Linked DNA regions of Sus scrofa: region 1 is linked to region 2. Evidence: chromatin contacts called from public HiChIP or PLAC-seq data. All regions are on one chromosome and are shown on one strand. The core of a region is the stretch at or near the end of the contact, and the rest is flanking DNA. Distances in the headings are between cores, read along the strand shown. Region 1 holds the start of SFPQ (splicing factor, proline- and glutamine-rich). Region 2 holds the start of TMEM35B (transmembrane protein 35B).

The links. HiChIP or PLAC-seq counts read pairs in DNA pulled down with a chosen protein or histone mark.
Region 1: an H3K27ac HiChIP or PLAC-seq map of alveolar macrophages shows a contact between it and region 2. The contact joins the promoter of SFPQ here to the promoter of TMEM35B in region 2. A contact is called at or near these places in 1 of 47 Hi-C or Micro-C datasets (fetal skeletal muscle) and 1 of 2 datasets of contacts at active chromatin or transcription factors (alveolar macrophages).

Annotation. Positions count from the first base shown.
Region 1 is chr6:91,404,778-91,412,480 of Sscrofa11.1, reverse strand. It overlaps SFPQ (splicing factor, proline- and glutamine-rich), which reads left to right and starts at 4,245. Exons shown (of 11, transcript XM_021095898.1): 1 at 4,245-5,170; 2 at 5,898-6,086; 3 at 6,457-6,758; 4 at 6,867-6,962; 5 at 7,551-7,703. The coding sequence starts at 4,358.
Region 2 is chr6:91,232,642-91,240,061 of Sscrofa11.1, reverse strand. It overlaps TMEM35B (transmembrane protein 35B), which reads left to right and starts at 2,057. Exons shown (of 3, transcript XM_021095886.1): 1 at 2,057-2,214; 2 at 3,520-3,700; 3 at 4,684-5,246. The coding sequence starts at 2,107. The coding sequence ends at 4,781. ZMYM6 (zinc finger MYM-type protein 6) reads left to right here. Exons shown (of 15, transcript XM_021095881.1): 15 at 1-1,139. The coding sequence ends at 495. It overlaps LOC110261138 (platelet-activating factor receptor-like), which reads left to right and starts at 6,646. Exons shown (of 2, transcript XM_021095872.1): 1 at 6,646-7,420.

The sequences.
Region 1 (7,703 bases), core at 2,996-5,495, 170 kb before region 2:
TATAGCACTCGGGGGTGGGGGGTTTGCCCGTCTCTGGGGGCAGAGCCGAGACTCATCTTTTACGGTATCATGAAGGAAGTCAGAGAAGAGGTACGCAGATACGAGTAGTTGTGGATTCCAGTTAGATGTGAATGTTCCTCTGATAAATTTTTATTTTCTTTCTTTTATTTTCTCTCATGAGGAGAAGTCGTTAGTTGTGGTGGAGGAAGAGAAGAGGATGTAGGAATTTGAACAGAGAGAGCAAGAAAAATACCATATCAGAAAGAGGAAAAGTGAACATACTGGAGAAATTTAGTAATTTTAGTAATTTAGTAAGATTGCCAGGAAAAATCTAATGCCTTTGGAGGCTGGTGGTCAAAATGTAAAGCCTCAGCCCTTGTTAAAGAAGGTGAATTTTTGTTTGTTTTTGTTTTTGCTTTTTAGGGCCCCACTCACGGCATATGGAGATTCCCAGGCCAGGGGTCCAATCGGAGCTGGAGCTGGAGCTGCCGGCCTACACCACAGCTACAGCAGCGTGGGATCTGAGCCATGTCTGCAGCCTACACCATAGCTCATGGCAACACCAGAGCCTCAACCCACTGAGCAAGGGCAGGGACCGAACCCGCAACCTCATGGTTCCTAGTCAGATTTGTTTCTGCTGCGCCACGACAGAACTCCTAAAGAAGGTGAATTTTTGGAGTTCCCGTTGTGGTACAGCAGAAACGAATCCAACTAGTATCCATGAGGATTTGGGTTCAATCCCTGGCCTCAGTCAGTGTGTTGAGGATGTGGCATTGCTGTGAGCTATGGTGTAGGTCACCTGCGTGGCTCAGATCCTGCGTTGCTGTGGCTGTGGTGTAGGCTGGCAGCTGTAGCCCCAGTTTGACCCCTAGCCTGGCAACCTCCATATGCCGGGAGTGTGGCCTTAAGAAAAAAAAAAAGGTGAATTTTGTTTGTGTTTTCCTTCTAAGGCCACACCTGTGGCATACAGAAGTTCCAGGGCTAGGGGTCAAATCAAATCTGCAGCTGCAGGCCTGGGCCACAGCCACAGCAACAGAGAATCCAAGCCACATCTGCAACCTTCGCCACAGCTTGTAGCAACACTGGATCCTTAATCTGCTGAGTGGGGCCAGGGATCAAACCACATCTTCATGGATGAGCTGCAATGGGAACAGTCCAAATTTGTTTTTTTTTGTTTTTGTTTTTTGTTTTTTTTTGCTTTTGAGGGCCACACCAGCACCATATGGAAGTTCCCAAGCTAGGGGTTGAATCTGAGTTACAGCTGCAGGCCTCTGCCACAGCCCTAGCAACACAGGATCTGAGCTGCCTCTGCGACCTACACCAAAGTTCACTGCAACACCGGATCCCCAACCTATTGAGCATGGCCAGGGATTGGACCCACATCCTCGAGGATACTAGTTGGATTGGTTTCTGCTTCGCCACAATGGGTACTCCTTTTTTTTTTTTTTTAATTTTTACCGACGTATAGCTGATTTACAATGTTGTTAATTTCTGCTGTACATTAAAGTGACATAGCTATACGTATATAGAAGGTGAATTGTTTGGTCCCACCAGACTTGGAGTTTTAGCAGGTGAGAAAAAAAACAAGATTTGTGGGGAGTTCCCGTCGTGGCGCAGTGGTTAACAAATCCGATTAGGAACCTTGAGGTTGCGGGTTCGATCCCTGCCCTTTCTCAGTGGTTAACGAATCCGACTAGGAATCATGAGGTTGGGGGTTCGATACCTGCCCTTGCTCAGTGGGTTAAACATCTGGCGTTGCCATGAGCTATGGTGTAGGTTGCAGACGCAGCTTGGATCCTGAGTTGCTATGGCTCTGGCATTGGCTGGCGGCTACAGCTCCAATTAGACCCCTAGCCTGGGAACCTCCCATATGCCGAGGGAGCGCCCCAAGAAATGGCAAAAAAAAACCAACAAACCAAGATTTGTGGCAATTATAACATCTAAAGTAGGTAATAGGGAGTTCCCGTTGTGGCGCAGTGGGTTAAGAACCTGACTCAGCAGCTCAGGTTGCTGCAGAGGAGCAGGTTTGATCCCTTGCCCAGTACAGTGTGTTACAAGATCTGGCATTGCCACAGTAGGATGCAGCTGTGGCTCAGATTCAATCCCTGGCCTGGGAATTTCCGTATGCTTCAGGTGCAGCCATTAAAACATGAAAACAAAAAATAAATGGGTGACACAAGTTATAAATATAAGAATATGAGAGATAATGAAAAAGTGATACAGTTAATGGTTTGCAGGTTTTGATGAGGTCAAAAAATCAGAGTTACTGGAGTTTCCGTCGTGGCGCAGTGGTTAACGAATCCGACTAGGAACCATGAGGTTGCGGGTTCGATCCCTGCCCTTGCTCAGTGGGTTAACGATCTGGCGTTGCCATGAGCTGTGGTGTAGGTTGCAGACGCGGCTCGGATCCCGTGTTGCTGTGGCTCTGGTGTAGGCCGGTGGCTACAGCTCCGATTCAACCCCTAGCCTGGGAATCTCCATATGCCGAGGGAGCGGCCCAAGAAATAGCAACAACAACAACAAAAAAGACAAAAAAAAAAAAAAAAATCAGAGTTACTATGTCAGACAGTTGAGATGTTTGAAATAGTGCTTTTTAGGAATGTTGTGGCAATAACATAGGATTAACTATGATGTGGGTGGGATAGCTGATATAGGATGTAAAGAGATTGTTGGAGGTGAGGAGGTAGAGAACATAGATGTCAAGTGATGAACAGAATCAGAAAGGACGACAATGAGTCATAAGCTAATATTTATTGAGGGAGGAATTATCCACCCAAAGGTCCATAGATGACATTAAGAGAGGTATCAAGGGAAATGGCTTATGCTCTTCAAAGTAGTTGGATTCTGCCCCTTCGTTGATATGTATAGATAATTCAATATTGTAATTTTATGTTTTTATTTTTCTGATTTGCATTTTTTAAAAATTTATTTATTTATTTATTTGTCTTTTTGCCTTTCTAGGGCCACACCTGCAACATATGGAGATTCCCAGGCTAGGGGTCTAATCGGAGCTGTAGCCACCCGCCTACACCAGAGAGGCAGCAACGCAGGATATGAGCTGTGTCTGCGACCTATACCACAGCTCAGGGCAACGCTGGATCCTTAACCCACTGAGCGAGGCCAGGGATCCAACGCACAACCTCATGGTTCCTAGTCGGATTCGTTAACCACTGAGCCACGACGGGAACTCCTGATTTGCATTTTTAAACATTTCTTATGATTTTTTTTTTTCTGTTATAGTTGCTATACAGTGTTCTGTCGATTTTTACTGTGTGAAGTGATCCAGTAATACATATATATATATATACATATTCTTTTCTCACATTATCCCCCATCATTTCCATCACAAGTGACTAGATATAGTTGCCTGTGCTATACAGCAGCATCTCATTGCTTACCCACTCCAAATGCAATAGTTTGCATCTATTAACCCCAAACTCCCAGTCCACCTCCCTCCCTCCCCTTTCCCCTAGGCAACCACAAGTCTGTTCTTCCAGTCCATGAGTTTCTTTTCTGTGGAAAGATTCATTTGTTTTGTATTAATAATCTAGTTTTAAAGCATCTTAATCTGTCCATAAAGTGTTTTGTGGTTTGTAGAATTAAGAAAAACGTTCATTTCTTCCTGTGATGTGTTTGTAAATTAGTGTATACACACAAAATCAAGGCCTTTCTTTTTGAACAAAGAGCAATCACTAAAGCCCATGGCGACACTTTTACTGCTAGAACAAACCAGTACTCCAGTGAGATTCCAAAATGAAATCAGTAAGATCAAGTGTGCGAAATCGGTAAAAAAAAATTTTTCTCTAAATTTATGGGCCCAGCACAAGGTAGAAAAGATAGCAGGCACTTAATTTATGCTTTTGAGCTGGAGGCTGTAGGTTCTTTCTGGGGGAGGATATCAGCAGGCTGCTCTTAAGGGCAATCAAGAAAGAAAGGACTTGCTAACATCTCTCCCCAGGAGCTGATAGGGCCCTGGCTATCTGCTTCCAAGGGAAAAATTGCTCCGGCGAACCCATTCAAATATCTCTCAGCAAATCACCGTCACCTACAGCCAACTCCTTTTCCGCCCATTGGCTTACTGGAAACTTCAGCCACTCCATGCCTCCCGCCTCTCATCCGGGAGCCAATAGGAAAGATTAACTCCTCGTAACTTAGCGTCATCAAGTACAGTAATTGCAATTGGCTATTGCTGCTATTGATCCAGAAGTAGGCGGGGCCAAGCCAGCCGGCCTATATAAGAGGAGGACAAAGGCGGCGCGCCGCCTGTGTCATCCGCCATCTTGTGAGAAGCAAGGTGGCCTCCACGTTTCCTGAACGTCTTCTCCGCTTCTGCCTCGACCGCCCCTTGGTTACAGACATGTCTCGGGATCGGTTCCGAAGCCGGGGCGGTGGCGGTGGCGGCTTCCACCGGCGCGGAGGGGGCGGCGGCCGCGGCGGCCTCCACGATTTCCGCTCCCCGCCGCCAGGCATGGGCCTCAATCAGAACCGCGGACCTATGGGGCCCGGCCCGGGCCAGGGTGGTCCCAAGCCCCCGATCCCGCCACCGCCTCCGCACCAGCAACAGCAACAGCCGCCGCCGCAGCAGCCGCCACCACAGCAGCCGCCGCCGCTTCAGCCGCCGCCGCACCAGCCACCGCCGCATCAGCAGCCGCCGCCGCCTCCACAGGACTCGTCCAAGCCCGTCGTTTCTCAGGGGCCCGGCCCGGCTCCCGGAGTAGGCAACGCTCCCCCGGCTTCTGGTTCGGCGCCGCCCGCCACCCCCCCGACCTCCGGGGCCCCCACGGGGTCGGGCCCCACCCCGACCCCGCCGCCGGCCGTCACTTCGGCGCCCCCCGGGGCACCTCCGCCTGCGCCGCCGAGCGGCGGTGTCCCCACCACCCCGCCTCAGGCTGGGGGCCCGCCTCCTCCACCCGCAGGGGGCCCAGGCCCCGGACCTAAGCAGGGCCCGGGACCTGGCGGCCCCAAAGGCGGCAAAATGCCAGGCGGGCCGAAGCCCGGCGGCGGCCCGGGCCTAAGCACCCCTGGCGGCCACGCCAAACCGCCGCACCGAGGCGGTGGGGAGCCCCGCGGCGGCCGGCAGCACCACCCGCCGTACCACCAGCAGCACCACCAAGGGCCACCACCGGGCGGGCCCGGCGGCCGCAGTGAGGAAAAGATCTCGGACTCGGAGGTGAGTGTCTCCCAGACCTACGCGTCGGTTTCTCTAAGATGGCGGCGGCCCCCTCTTTTCCCTTCCCTTCCCCTCCCCGCCCTCCATTTTGTCGGAGACCGGAAAGAGCGCCTGCGCGCGGGAGACGAGGAGGGGCGGGGCCGGCTGCCGGAGCGGGAGGCGGATGGCGTGGGTCCGCTAGCAGGCCCCTGTGGTTGGCCACCCGACTGGCGCAGCAGTCGCGGGGGTGGCCTTAAGGTGATGCTAAGCTATGGTGCGCCGTATTGAAACTAGCGGACTTTTGGAACCAGAGCAGAGTGAAATGTAGGATTGGAGAGATGGAGGGAGTTCCGGTCCTAAGCGCGCAGGCGCAAGTCTTGTCGTTGACAATGACACTTCCGTCCCTTTCCCTTCTTGTTAATACTTAAGCACTCTCTTATGTTTTGTCTGCTACGATTTTGATTCTGTCGGGGATACTCGGCATACGGCTGATGAGGTCCTGTTATAGAGCTTAATCTAGGGAGGTCTTCCTATTCGATTTCAAGAGTATACTGGGTGATTTTGGCTGTTTGCTGTTAGGATTGTAGTTGTGTCATGAAACCCGTAAATGTAGTAGCATTTTTTGTTTTTAAATGGAACAGAAAAGCGACTGGATTGGTAACATCCAGTTTGGGGAAAAAAGATTATTACTGGGTTTTCCTATTTTCCAGAGGTCATTGGTGTCTGAAAATACCTTTTTTTTCATTAGGGTTTTAAAGCCAACTTGTCTCTCTTGAGGAGGCCTGGAGAGAAAACTTATACCCAACGTTGTCGGTTGTTTGTTGGGAATCTACCTGCTGATATCACAGAGGATGAATTTAAAAGACTATTTGCTAAATATGGAGAACCGGGAGAAGTTTTCATCAACAAAGGGAAAGGATTCGGATTTATTAAGCTTGTGAGTGTGGTTATTTGTTTTTGTGGGGGTTTTTTTTTTTTTGGTGTAATTTAAAGGGTTTTGTTTTTTCCTAATACAAACATACTGTATTTTAAACTAACCAGCAAGGATAAATTGCTTTTAGAATTTTTTATCATGCTCAAATTAAGGATGCAACTGCAGTATAGTGCGTAATGTTGGTTTCTCAAGAAACAAGGAGTTGGGTTGGTAAGGTATTTACCTTACCTCCCTAGAGCAATGTCAGGAAGGGCTGCCTGGAGATAGTTGAACTGAGCTGGTGGAAGAATCGTATTGGGAAATAGGCTTGCGACAATTTTAGGGTGGATATCAGCCAGTTTTGAGGTCATTAACATGAATGTATGTCTTTCAGGAATCTAGAGCTTTGGCTGAAATTGCTAAAGCTGAACTTGATGATACACCGATGAGAGGTAGACAGCTTCGGGTTCGATTTGCCACACATGCTGCTGCCCTTTCTGTTCGAAATCTTTCACCTTATGTTTCCAATGAACTGTTGGAAGAAGCCTTTAGCCAGTTTGGTCCTATTGAAAGGGCTGTTGTAATTGTGGATGATCGTGGAAGATCTACCGGGAAAGGCATTGTAGAATTTGCTTCTAAACCAGCAGCAAGAAAAGCATTTGAAAGATGCAGTGAAGGTGTTTTCTTACTGACAACGTAAGTTTTTTTTAATGCTTATTCTGGCAATTTTGATTTATTGATCTGTATGAGGAAACTGCACTAAAATAGGAACAAAAGTTAAGATGGAACCATTTTTGTTGTTAGAACTCCTCGTCCAGTCATTGTGGAGCCACTTGAACAGTTAGATGACGAAGATGGTCTTCCTGAAAAACTTGCGCAGAAGAATCCAATGTATCAAAAGTAAGATTGATTAAACTTTGGGACAGTTTTTGAGAATGAACAAGAACTTGTTTATAGTAGTTTTTCAAGTTTGCTTAAAATACACGAAATTCTTCAAAATGGAAATGCTTAATTAGGAACTCTAGGCTTATAAAGTTAGCAGTTTTGAATCAGTGTATCCTTTTTTGTTTGGTTTTTTTAGGGCCAAACCTGTGGCATATATGAAGGTTCCCAGGCCAGGGATCAAATCAGAGCTGTAGCTACTTGCCTATGCCACAGCAACCACAAATCGAGCCACCTCTGCCACCTACACCACAGCTTATGGCAACGCCAGATCCTTAACCCACTGAGTGAAGCCAGGGATTGAACCTCTGTCCTCATGGATGCTAGTCAGATTCAGTTTCCACTGAGCCACAACAGGAACTCCAATGTATCATTTTGGGCATTAACATGTACTATTTTTGCTGGAAAGATAACAACCAAAGTGGCTTTTATTTTCTTCTGTTATTTCCTACAAGTGACAGGCCCACTAGAAGACCATTGTTTTTTAGGGGAAATCAAACATTTCTGTGTGCATCCATAAATTGGTTCATGTTTAAATATTGTCAGGGAGAGAGAAACTCCTCCTCGTTTTGCCCAGCATGGCACATTTGAGTATGAATATTCTCAGCGGTGGAAGTCCTTGGATGAAATGGAAAAACAGCAACGGGAACAAGTTGAAAAAAACATGAAAGATGCAAAAGACAAATTGGAAAGTGAAAT
Region 2 (7,420 bases), core at 808-3,307:
GATTATGATATGTTCCCTTCATTTTCTGAATTTTCAAACTCATCAGGCTTAAATATGAGAAGTATTTCAAGCATTATTTTTGAACACCTCGAAGGACTTTCTCAAATGTTCAATGACTGTTACCTACCTGAAGAAGACTTGCGTTCAGGAAATTTGTGGATAATTAATCCTTTTATGAACCATCAAAATAGTAATCTCACGGACTTTGAAGAAGAAAAACTAGCACAGTTATCTTCAGATTTAGGATTACAATCAATATTTAAATCAATGTCTGTAACTCAGTTTTGGATAAATGCAAAGGCAAGTTACCCAGAACTCCATGAAAAGGCAATGAAATTTTTATTGCCTTTTTCAACTATTTATTTATGTGATGCTACATTTTCAGCTTTGACTGAGTTAAAGCAAAGAAATCTGTTGGTTTCTGGCCCTGCCCTACGACTTGCAGTCACGTCTTTAATTCCGAGAATAGAGAAATTAGTCAAGGAAAAAGAATAGTAATGTGCATATTGCTTATTATCAAAGTCTATAATTTTGTGTTAAATTTTGTATGAGATAAATATCCTAAAATATAATTTCCTAATATGGATATGTGTTTTTGGTGATTTAATAAGTGTTTTAATAATTTTTCTTTTTGTTGAGGAATTTATATATGCATTTACAAATAACTATAATTTTAATAATCCAGGATAGAGAATTAGCTATTTTATTGATTGATCACATAATTTGGATTAGTGACAAAGATGTAGGTACTGACAGGCCCAGTTTATAATGTAATAGCTAGCACACCTGGACATTGAAACGGCTTGGCCTTTAGAAGCACATGGGACATTTCAGTCTTCAGCCAGCCAGCTACCTACCCAGCAAGTTGCAGGTAGGTAGAAAACGAAGTCCAAGCAGCCCTGCTAACAGGAAGTGGAAGCAGGGGAGAGTTTGAGACCCCTCTAAAGATCCTCTCTGGCTCTCTAGATCGGGGCTTGGCAAACCTTTTTCATAAAAGGCCAGGGTAGTGAATATATTAGGCTTTGTAGGCCGTAAGGTGAGAACACTCAGTTCTGTGTTTACAGCACAAAAGCAGCCAACTGCAGACTATATACAAATGAATGTGGCTGTCTTTCAATAAAACTACTTATTTATGACCACTGAAAAATGAATTACATGTAATTTTCATGTGTTATGAAAGCTTCCATAAAAATTTTTTATCATTGGAGTTCCCATCGTGGCTCAGCGGTTAATGAATCCGAGTAGGAACCATGAGGTTGAGGGTTCAGTCCCTGGCCTCGCTCAGTGGGTTAAGGATCCAGCATTGCTCCTCTTTGACCCCTAGCCTGGGAACCTCCATATTCCTAGGGAATGGCCCAAGAAATGGCAAAAAAAAAAAAAAAAAAATATATATATATATAATTAAAAAATGTAAACAAATACATCGTTAGCTGGGGGAGGGGGAAGGAGTAAAAAAACCCAGAGAGCTGACCGAGTTTGTCGTATTGGTCATCTAGGTCTAGGTAGATCTCCAGGTAAGAACAGACGGGCCAGGAGTGGCCTGTAGGGTTTGTTCAACCAAAGCCTCTCTACTGACAAATTTAATTACTCGTTACTGATTTATTCCTAATAATTTTATAAATTTACTAATTTACAAATAACTCTTTTGAGTTCTTACATGTGCCAGGCATTGTGCTAGGCCTGCTCCAGGCTCAGATCGACATTATCCCCATTTACAGATGTAGACACTGAGGCCCACTGAAGTTAGGTGTTTTGATTATAACCGAACTCTTCTGCAAGCTGCGTCCAGGTACCCATGTTTGGTTCTACCCAGTCCATACTGGCTGGGAGACTGTCCCTGAATTCAGAGGGCCCGTTTAGTCAATTAAGAGCAAGTGAGCCTCGGTGTCCCCATCTGTGCAATGGGTGTCCCCGCCCAAGCTCCTTTTCCTCCCGCAGCCCGTGCTGGGTCAAAAGCGGGAGGCACCCGCCCAGTAAGGTGAGGACGGGAGGCTCTAGCGCAGATCTTCGGGCCGCCGCTGAGGGAGGACTCCTACGGGCGGCAGGGGGCGGGTTTGCGGCGGGGCCTGCCCGGGGGCGGGCGCCGTCTGGGAGGCCTGCGCGGCCATGGCGCTCCCGCTTGCAGCTCTGCGCGTCCTTCTGGGCGGCTTCTTCGCGCTCACGGGGACAGCAAAGCTCTCGGGGCAGATCTCCGCTCCGGTGTCGGAGCAGATGGTGAGCGGCGCGGCGTGGGCGGTTGGGCGGGGGGATCGGCCATGCGCGGCGGCGGCGGCGGCGGCGGCGGGCTCTGCAACCCCGGCCGTGACCCCGGCGCCCTGCCAGCCCCGGCCCCGCGCCTCGCGGACCCGCCTGGTTTCAGGCCCGGGCTGGGAGAGAGCACCGGACCGCGACTTAGACGTGGGCCTCTTCCTGGGCAGTTCCTCTCTGGATTTTCCACAAGGGCGTTGGTGGCCTCAGGCAAATCTGGAACCCGAGCAGGACCCAGGGGGAGGGAGTGGGACCTGCTTGCCCGCCTTCGTTTGCTTCCATTCTTGGGAGGTTCATGAGGCAGGGGTTTTTTAACCCCCGCTTGGCAGGATAGGAAACCCGCTCTGAATGTGAAGTGTATCTGCTAAAGGTTGCAGGCCACTCTGGAAACAGGAACCAAATCCTGACTTTGAATCCAGAGAGGGAAGTGTAGAAGTTGCCCTTCAGCTTTCCGTCTAGTTGCACACTCTCAAGAAAGCTTTCCTGTCCTTATGTCTGTCAGTCTGTCCAGCCCCTCAGATAAGCCCCACTTCTAGGCCTGCCAGCCTCCCTCTCCCAGGCCTGGATTCTCCTCCTCCTTCTTGGCTTAGGGTGGTGGGTTGTTTGGGGAAGGACATCCTCAGAGCCAGACAGAGTTTTTTCCTTACAACCCTGGGTACAGGAGGTAGAGCTGAAATGGGGGAGCAGGAAAAGGTAGCCAACCTGAGGATTGAGATGTGGCCCAGGACAGAGTTTGACTCAGTGAGATGAGTCACTCACTTTGACACCCTCAACTCCCCTTCTAGCAACTGACATGAGATCCAAGTCCCAGCATCTGATACTGAGTGAAATCTGTTTAAGGAACAACCTTCCCTTCCATCCTCTTCCTCATCTCCAAATATCCCCTGCATGCTAGCCTGAAGAGAAACCAGGCCAGGCAAGGAAGAGAAGCTGTGGCGTCCCAAAGGCCTTGGTCCTAGATGAGAAGGCCCAAGTCTCGCTTCCCCTTCCTGGGATTTGGGGCTGGGTTGTAACCTGGTGAGAAAATCAGTCCATCTCTGTACCACCATTCAGCCCTTCTTGGAGCATAAAGCCTATCCCTGATCCCAAAGCTCTGCTCCCTCGGGAGGCCCTGTCCTTTCCAGGCTGGCTGACTTCAGCCCTGGACTTGGCCTAGAGTAGTGACTTCTTTGCTAGGGGAGTCAAGGGCACTGGGACAGAGTGCCCCTGTGGAGCACCTGGGGAGTGGATCCTTGGTGACTGTGGCTGACAGGCATTCCCTGCCATCTCTAGAAAGCTCTGTTCGTGCAGTTCGCTGAGGTGTTTCCACTGAAGGTGTTCGGCTACCAGCCAGATCCCATGAGCTACCAAGTAGCTGTGGGCTGGCTGGAACTGCTGGCTGGGTTGCTGCTGGTCCTGGGCCCACCGATGCTGCAAGAGATCAGTAACTTGCTTTTGACTCTGCTCATGATGGGTAAGGGGGCTGCACCTGGGCTGGTGAAATGGGGACTTCTTGGGAAGGGTGACACAAAATTCTGGCTGTTCTCTTTACTGTTGCAATCCTTTTTCTCTGAAACCAGAAGCACTTCCTGCTCTATTGCAGTTTCCTGCTCTACTGCAGTTTCCAAGGCCTTCAGATTAGGACAGTTTCTTTTTAAACCTAATCTAACACTTTGTCAAATATACTTTGTCATCAATTCTATTGGCTGCATGGTATTTTCATTATAATATATTGTAAATTAAAAGCCCCTACCCCTTTCTTTTCACCTCTACCCTGAAATGAGGGGATGGAGTAGCAGCTGCCACTGGACTCATGTGTCTGGCAGGTGGGAACAGAGAGCAAGGAATCTGGGCCCCCTGAACAGAAAGGCAGAGAATTTCCCTGTGGCCGGCATTCCTAGAGGGCCCCCTCATAGCAACTCTGCCCACAGGAACTGCTGATGTACAAAGACAGCTGCTGCTTCGAAGGCTAGACATCTTCAGGCGCTTCCGTTTCCTCTGGCCTTAAGTCACTATTGCTTCTGCCACCACTGCCCTTCTTCCAGGCTTTCTTTCCATCTCTGTAGCTTCCCTCATTTCCAGATCTTTCCTGCACCTCCACCACCAACTCCTGGGCCTCCTTCCTTCCACTAGGATTGAGAAAGGAGAAGGATCAGGGAGAATTTGTTCCAAAATTCCCACCTACTCACCTACCTAACCTATTTGGTTGGATTGTTCCTGTTTCTTTCTTGCCAACTGAGAGGGGGCTACGTTCAAGAAACTTCTGATTTCTGGTTCTGCTTTCTCTGAGAGAGATGAATGCAGCTAGTTGAGGGTATTTGGGTATGTATGTGGGAGGGGAGTGTTCAAGAGAGGGCTTAAGCTGGAGTGGGTCAGCCTTGGCTGGAGGGCTCTGAGCCCCTGAATCTCCTGGGCACACCCAGGGGGGAGCCTCAGGGACCTCATTTTCCATTCTAGGGGCCATCTTCACTTTGGCATCTCTGAAAGAGTCACTGAACACCTGCATCCCAGCCATCATCTGCCTGGGGCTCCTGCTGCTGCTGGATATCTGCTAGCTCTTAGTCTAAACTAAAAAGATGTTCAGACCTACTAGGAAGAATTCTCCCAGTGAATTCAAGGACTCCTGGGAGTAGAGTGTCTCTTGCCTCTTCATGCCATGTCACTGTCAAAGCAGGAACATGGTGGAAGACAAGAGTGCCACCTCATTGCCAATACTACCAAGGTCGGCCAGTGTTGAAGTAGACATCTGGTCTACCTGGCCCTGCTTTCTCGCTTAGATGGTTACCGCTCTTTTTTGAGGGGTACGTGTTACACATTCCAGCATTCCTCATGTCATTTGAAAATAGTAAGTGTAAATCACCCAAAATTTTAATGCCCCAAGTAACTACTTTCAATTCCTTTGTGTAACTGTACCTTCCAACTTTTTTCTGTGCCTTTATTTAGATATTGTTTAATGAAAATGAGAGTTTATATTTGACTTTATTACCTGCTTTTTAAACCTAATACATTGTAATACCATTCCATGTCTCTTTTCCCTCATTGATATTAATGGCTGTGTAGTAGTCCGTTGTAAGGATGTACCATAATGTATTTATACGAGTTCCCACTAAGGAACATTTGTACTGTTCCCGATTTTTTGCTGTTGTAAACCTCACAGTGAATCACCTTTGCATACTTATTTTCTTTCCCTAGAAGTGAGGGTGCTGGTTCAAAAAGCATGCACATTTTAAAGGTTTCTGTTACATGCTTAGAATGTCCCCATTGAGCATGGCGGAGTATTGAGTACATCTGCTTCTGCCTGTGCCCTTCTGAACCACATGAGGTTTTCCCTCCCGTTCCTTTTTATCTCATGCATTTTAGAATTGCAGGGGCTAACAAAGGTGGGCATCAAACTGTTGTTTTACAAGGCCTGAAACTGCCAGGGCACTCAGTGCAGTGCTCCTTGGACACCTACCTGGAGGCAGGAGACAGCCAACTCCAAGGGATGCTGTGTGTTAAAGCAGTGCTGGAAACCTGGGGTGAATCCCAGAGGTCCTAGACAGTTGTCAGAATGGTGTGTGTGTGTGTGTGTGTGTGTGTGACAATTCTCAGGGAAAGTGACCATGTTAGGGTACCTGCTATCACTTCACCAACCATCTTCACCTCAGTAGCAGTCTTTTGGGAGGTGATGTGCCTCCCATAAGAAACATAGTGAAGAAAAAAGAATTCTTTTGTTTTATGCAAATACACCAGCCACTAGCCTACGCATTGCTTTTTGGGGTAGGGACAGTGGCTTTTGGGAGCCCACAGGAGTGAAAGAATCTATGTATATTACTCCATTTCCTCTTTACTACGGAATGGGCATTTCTGCTCTGACACTTGAAACCTCAGTCAGGTTGGCACTCTTAGGGCTTCTTGTATCTGAAAGCACAGTGATGCAATCTATCTATAGTAAGTGTGTGTGTGTATATATATGTATGTATGTATATATATATTTATATATAGTAGCGTATGAATACTACATACACAGAGTATCAAAACAATAAGGACACTTTTAATCTCACATTAGAGGTCAAGAGATAACATAGCTTCATTTTCAAGGAGTATTTTGGCTGCTTTATGTTGACATCAAGGACTGATATTCTTTCAGGTTTGTGCTCTGCTGCTTTTAATTTATTGACTACTGCCCTTGGGGTTACAAAATAGCTGCAGCAGCTCCAGACAGCACATTTGCACATAATATTCAAAGGTGAAAAGAGAGGGGAAATCTCTCTTAAAAGACCCTTAGGAGTTCCCGTCGTGGCACGGTGGTTAACGAATCCGACTAGGAACCACGAGGTTGCGGGTTTGATCCCTGGTCTTGCTCAGTGGGTTAAGGATCCGGCGTTGCTGTGAGCTGTGATGTAGGTTGCAGATGCGGCTCAGATCCCGCGTTGCTGTGGCTCTGGTGTAGGCCAGCGGCTACAGCTCCGATTGGACCCCTAGCCTGGGAACCTCCATATGCCGAAGGAGCGGCTCAAGAAAAGGCAAAAAGACAAAAAAAGACCCCTAGATTTCCCCCTCATATCCCACTGTGTAGAACTGTCACATTTCCATTCTTAGACCAGTCACTGGCAAGAAAAATGGGATTCCCAAGATGGACTTAGAATAGTTAAGATTTACCCACACTGGTCAAGTGGTCAGCAAAGAAGGGTAGATAGTGCTACTTACTAGCTTATTTGCAAAATATGGATAATAATGGCAAATATTTCATTAAGATTTGTGAAGATTTAGGAGTTAAAGTGCTTAAGTAATGCCTGGCACATAATAAATGCTCATCAGTAAATGCTATTAAATAGTGCTTGTCATTAAATAACTGTTTGTTCTCCAGATGAGAAAATGGATTCAGAAAACAAGTGCCTATATGTTACCTGAGGTTAGAATTAAGGCCTGACTGACTCCAGAACCCACACTTTCCAAAGCACCAGCTGCCAAAGTTGGAAGTGGGCAGGCATGGCACCCCTGCTCTCTTTACCTTGAAGGTAGATGGGGTGACTGAGCCAGTATGATTAAATCTGCACTACTTCACAGAATTGCCCCTCAGCATGAAAATTTTGAAGCCCTCGAAAGTAGAGCCTGGAAACCCTAGGATCCTGGCCTCTTACCATCTCTACCCCTTCCAGGATTCCACAGCCAGCCTGTCTCCAACCAGGACTTTAAGTAAAACCTCTCAGCT